Regions from separate parts of the Mus musculus genome. Here region 2 is linked to region 1. Evidence: chromatin contacts called from public promoter capture Hi-C data. All regions are on one chromosome and are shown on one strand. Each heading gives the region's core, a stretch centred on a gene start, on an enhancer-like site or on the middle of the called end of the contact. The rest is flanking DNA. Distances are from core to core; before and after follow the strand shown.

Region 1 (2,965 bases), core at 199-2,698:
ATAAACAAACTCAAAGAAAAAAACCTCATGATCATTTCATTAGATGCTGAAAAAGCATTTGACAAATTTCAGCATCCTTTCATGTTAAAAGTCTTGGAAGAACAGCAATCACACTTAACCATTGAACCATCTTTCTAGTTCATCCTTGAGGAAAGAAAAGTTTAAGTCTCCGGTGGATATAGATGCTCAAGTCTGTGACCTCAGTGCTCCTCAGTGCTCAAGAGGATCTCAATGTCGACCCTAGCCTGGGTTACACAGACCCTGTCTCCAAATCCATCCATCCATCCATCCATCCACCCATCCATCCATCCATCCATCCATCCATCCATCCATCCATCCATCCATCAAAATTTTAAACATTCTAGGCCAGCAGATCTTCATGACAATGGGCACAGAAGCAAGGTTCCAAACCCCTGTCTAATTTGGTCAAGTTGTCCAGTCAATCCTACCATTTACTGATCTAACACGCCATTCAGCCAGGAACCTGGACCCCATCTGCCTGGCAGGGCATGGAAGTCTATCCTTGGCCATCACTGTAGTTTATAAAGCCATGGACTAAAAAGACTGATGGCGGCGGCTCCTTCAGCTCAGGAGAAAAGCTTTGCCAGAAAAATGTAAAGACTAGGAAACATGCGAATGACATCTCTGCTTTAGGCAGGACTAGAAACAGGACTCAGATTCCCTTCTCTTGGGAGAGAGCAAGGCGATTTCACAACCCCAATAGGACAGAGCGTTTGATGGCTCCCAGATGACAAATTAGAATTCAAATGAACTTTAAGGATGATCCCAAGTCTTTCAGGTCATTGTCTTTCAAGTCTTTCAGGTCATTGTCTGCTGAAAAAAAAACTTTTCCCATGGTGTCCATATGACACCTGTAAGAGGCCACACTGCCCGTTACAGGGGCTTTTTTTTTTCCCTGTCATCTACTCTCATCTACTCTTTTTGAAAATACGGTCCCTTTTACAAAGTGCTACACAGCTCTGGGTACCTTGGGAGCCACTCATAGAACCACTTCATGAGCTCTGAAGCAGATCCCATCCCAATGTCAATCTCTGCAACACAGTCAAGACCAAAAAAAAATTCACGGCCATTTCTAGAGAAAAGATAAACACTTACCTGTTCCCACGCCTTGTCCACAAGCACTTGATTGGATAAAGATGCAGAACACCAGGAAAATGGAGATTTGGAGGGGATTTCCCATGTCTCTGGCCTCACCTGGGGTCTGAGGTCTTCTTGCTAATGTCTAGAACTAAAGAGACCAGAGTGCTTCTTGGTGCTCAGCTGGGGAAGGCCCCCATTAATTATTAACCTTAAAACACGTTACCTAGAATTTAAACACTTTCTTTACCTTCTCCAGTCCAAATCTATCAATATCTAGATTGACCCACAGAAGCACTTTTTATCTCGATAAGTTTTGGAAATAAAACACCTCGCCAGGTCTTCTTTCCTCTTGAGCCAAGCTCATAGTTCAGAATCAATCAATTGAGAGTCAGTGTGCTGTGTTTGGACATTTGACCAAAGGTCAGCTGGGTGACCTCTGTATTATTGCCTGCTTTACCGCCCCCCCCCATAGTACTTGAATGGGAGGTAGTGTCGTGGTCCTGGTCTTTCTAGTCGCATGCCAATCCCAAAGAGAGATGAAAGCCCCCACCCCCAGGGACTCTGCTTCCTGTTGAGTTCAGCCATGTTTCTGGCACCTGTGGTGTAATTGTGATGGGGCAGCATGTCTTATAGCTGAAAGAGGAGCTGGAGCCTGGTGAGGTCAGGTTAAGAAGGAACTGGGTGAGAAGCAAAGACCAGAGTCTCGCTGAGGGCCCCGTTGAGAGATACCCCAGGATAAATGCACTCACTGGGTTAATTAATGTCCAGCCAAGAGTAGAGGGCTGTGAAGCAAGGTCATTCAGCAAAAGCAGGCAAGAAAGGGTGTGATGTGCAGCTCTTGCAGAGTTCTTGGCTCTCTAGTGTGATTTAAATTTTGTTGTTGTTGTTGATTTAGTATGGACACACTGAACAAATAAATGCTGTGTGTTGAACACCACTGTGTACCAGGCGCTGTTGTTGGCTTTAAAGAATAGTTAAGTGAATAAAGTAGGCAAGCAGTCCAGTCCTTGTGGAGTTTACGTGCCGTGGGCAATGTGGGCATGAGAAGGATTATATGGTAGAAAGCAGAGATGCATGTTTGAGAACTATTTGGCTGGGAATATAGCTTAGTTGGTAGAGTGCTTGCCTAGCACGCATGAAACCCTGGGCTGGATCCCTAGTATAGTGGCTTTGGTGGCACATGCCTATAGCCCCAGCATTCAGGAGGAGGTGGGAGTGTCAGGAGTTCAAGGTCATTTCTGACTCCACAGTGAGTTCAAAGTCAGCCTGTGCTAGATGACACCCGGCAATAAAAAAATAAAGTACAAATAAAGAAATACCAGGGGTGATGGAGAAGGCAGTGGTTTAAACAGAGTGGTCAGAGTGAATCTTGCTTGGAAGTTGTACCTGAAACCAAGGCTTGAGGGGAGTGAAGGGGCCAGTCTGCGGGGAGAAAGACTTTCAGACAGTTAAGGCAAAGGTCCTGAGATTGGAACATGTTTGGTGTGTTCCAAGAACAGAAAGATGGCCCGTGAGCAGGGAGACTCCTCTGAAGGGGGTACAGAAAGGACTCAGACATATAGAACAAAGGAGCAAATAATTTGATCTGTGTTGTTTTGCATGTGAGCAAGGCTAAAGAGGAGAGCTGACTGAAGAGTGAGCCAGGGAGCTGTGACGATGGCTGGTGTGATGTAACCCTGGGCCTGGGTGGGGGCTGGGCTGTTGTTTAGAAGTGGGACTACTAGACTCCCTGGATTGCTGGGAGGGAGGAGGTGAGAGGGGAGTGAAGAATGACTGGAGGCTTTGGGGTTCAGCAAATAGATGAATGGGGTTACCATCCACGGAAGTGATGAGTGAAACAAGTCTGGCAGGGGGAATGAGGAGC
Region 2 (2,965 bases), core at 179-2,678, 230 kb after region 1:
CAGCCTGGTCTACAAAGTGAGTTCCAGGACAGCCAGGGCTATAAAGAGAAACCCTGTCTCGAAAAACCAAAATAAATAAATAAATAAATAAATAAATAAATAAATAAATAAATAGATAAATAGAAATAAATAGCTGTCCCATTTTAAAAAAAGCCTGAGGCCAGGGCTCACACCAGTTCAGAAAGTAGCAATAGTTTCTGGTCTCTGTTTTATTCTTTGTTTTGTTTGTTTTCATAGCTGAGCCAATCTCTTTTTGAGATTCTTAGGCCTGTCCATGTTTAACTCTATGAAGTTCAATTTAAAGACCTTGAGAGATTTGCTCAAGTCAAGTTCAATCAAAAGGGAGAAATTATATGAAACCAACACAAGGCTACACACACACACACACACACACACACACACACCATACTAACCCCAAGTTCTGATTTACTAAGTAGGTCCGGTGAGATGACTCACGAGATAAAAGTCCCTGTTGCCGGGCCTGATGACCTGAGCTCCATCCCTAGAGTCCACATGGTGGAAGGATGGTGGAAGGAGAGCTGACTCCAGCAGGCCATTTTCAGATGCACTTGTGTGCATTGGTGCACACACATAAATAAATAAATAAACAAACAAACAAACAAATAAATAAAACTGCCAGGCCATTTTCAGATGCACTTGTGTGCATTCGTGCACACACACAAATAAATAAATAAATAAATAAACAAACAAACAAACAAACAAAACTGCCAGGCACCTCTCTTGGCAGCCTGTTCCACGCTATCTATTGACCATTAATGTTTGTTTCAGATGACTCAGTCACCAAATGGGAAGCAATGTCTAGCAACTCTTTCATCATAAAAGCCACTTTGAGACATTTTAAAATGAAGAAGTACTCCCCTTCCCCCTTCTCCACTCCTATCAACTGTCTTGGCTACACGTTAAGAGCGAACGAAGCTCTTAATGGTCACCAAATAGTCAAGTAACCTAGAAAGTGACTTGCTGCCTCCTAGAAGGGACTGGAACTGATAATCAGGGAAAACAAAAAAACAAACGCCCTGCTCCAGACGCCTGGCAGCCAGGAAGGCGGGGTTAGGTCTGAACTGGGAAAATGGAAATCGAGCAATACTCACAATCATTATAAAGGTGCCCAGGAACTCAGAGAGTGTCTCCTTAGCCAGACAGCTCTTCAGGGCCAGCCTCTGCACGAGGTTCTTCTTGGCTCGGTCCTTCTCAGAAGGCATCTTGGGGTTTCTGCCAGAGGTAAGCTTTCCACCAAGGTCTGCTCGCTCAGTTTCCTGCCTTCACTACCACATGAAAACCAAACCAAACAAAAAAGAATTTTAAAAAAACCAAGCTCACTTAGCTCTGCACGGATCTCTGGAGGCGACTAAAGAGATACCTGACTGTGTCAGAGAGCCTGTCCTAATTAGGAACTGTGACTTAATCCTTGTCTGCCTCTGCTGTCAGCCCCTCCCTCCCTCCCAGCTCATTGCTATTTGTTTGCATTAATGAGTTATAATTCCAAATCCTCAAAATGACTCTTTTTGTACTTGACAGATTAATCATTACCTTTATTCTCTGTTCTCTGGCTACTTTTTCTCTGTTGGCTTTCTTTCTTTTTTTTTTTTTTTTCCAGGAGATGAGAAAAGAGATGCTACGTTGGTTGGGTTGCCAAACCAGAGATGGGCCTTGGTCCAGAAGAGATTTACCTGTTACACAACTTCAGCCTTCTGATGATTTGTTTTCTCCTATTCGGAAGTGGGCAGTTTGGGTGTAATTTAGAATAGTTCAATCAGGTATAGACACCTTCACTGTGAACATTCTCTCCTGAAGGTTTTCTTCCAAACTGGAGAGTGTAAGGGAAAGAGACTAGGCTGGCTCTAGTAGTGCCTCGGGGAGTTCATGGGACTGCTGGAGTCTTTCTGAAGGGCTCCAGAAATAACTAAATTAACTTATGGAAGGGCAGTTTAAAGGCTCCGAAATGTAAGTTTATGGGGCATTGGGTTAGTGCTGCCTTTAATCCCAGCGCTGGGGGTAGGGTGGGGGGTGAGGTGTGTGTGTGTGTGTGTGTGTGTGTGTGTGTGTGCAGAGACAGGTTGATCTCTGTGAGTTCAAGGGCCCAGCCTGGTCTACATGAGTTCCAGGACAGTTGGGGCTATATAGAGAAACCCTGTCTTGAGAGGAAAAAAGGGGGGGGAGGAGGGAGGGAGGGAAAGAGGGGGGAGGGGAGGGGAGGGTGTTAAGGTGTTTATGGGACAAGATGGGAACTCCCTCTTGTTCACTGAAGTGGTCTCCCTATCTGGTAAACAGAGTTTAGGATTCAAGAATCAGAAAGATAGAGAAAGCAGAGGACTGGAATTCTAGCCCTCTGACCAGTCAATCCCATCCCAGTTAAAGAAGAGAGGAGTAACTATGCCCCACTAAGGTATCTAGTTTAAATCTGATGAATTAACATCCTCACAGGCAACAGACTACATCTTATAATAGCTTCTTGACCTGATCAATAAGCAAGCCCTGATTTCCAAAGCTGGTTTGTCTGAAAAGACGGAATTGGAGGCAGTAGTCTCTAAACACCCCCAGGCAGTCCACTGACTTGAACCCATGCTATGCTCCCTCCCTCCCTCCCTCCCTCCCACCCTCCTTCCCTCCCTCAGAGCAGCCTGCCCAGTTCCCAGTCTTCTTTGGGGCCCTCCTCTACCTTTGCAGGAGGCCCTCAATCATTTCCAGCTGAGGAGGCAGGCTGGAAGGGGTGAGGGGAGGCTGTGAGCAGAGCAGCTGGGAAGAGCCCAGAGGCAGGATCAAACACCTAAGCTGCAGGTAAAGTTTACAGTTCAGACCGAAGAGGTCAATACTATAAATTTAAAAAATAAATAAATAAAAAACAATCTAGCATTTCGACTTTAATTCCTGATTAAATGGTCATGATGAGGATGTAGCTGAAACACCCAGAAGTTTGCTTTAACTCCTGGTTAGGTGATCATGG

What was found. Capture Hi-C pulls out chosen DNA fragments and counts their contacts.
Region 2: a contact with region 1 is called in a promoter capture Hi-C map of liver. The contact joins the promoter of Aqp9 here to the promoter of Lipc in region 1. A contact is called at or near these places in 2 of 39 promoter capture datasets (both in liver), 8 of 484 Hi-C or Micro-C datasets (the G1E-ER4 cell line, erythroblasts, liver and 2 more), 1 of 115 datasets of contacts at active chromatin or transcription factors (embryonic stem cells) and 2 of 9 other capture datasets (liver and pancreatic islet).

Annotation. Positions count from the first base shown.
Region 1 is chr9:70,933,360-70,936,324 of GRCm38.p6, forward strand. It overlaps Lipc (lipase, hepatic), which reads right to left and starts at 1,449. Exons shown (of 9, transcript NM_008280.2): 1 at 1,117-1,449. The coding sequence starts at 1,201. The region is part of intron 2 of Gm32017 (a long non-coding RNA gene); the gene reads left to right.
Region 2 is chr9:71,161,861-71,164,825 of GRCm38.p6, forward strand. Aqp9 (aquaporin 9) reads right to left here and starts at 1,429. Exons shown (of 6, transcript NM_022026.3): 1 at 1,113-1,429. The coding sequence starts at 1,223.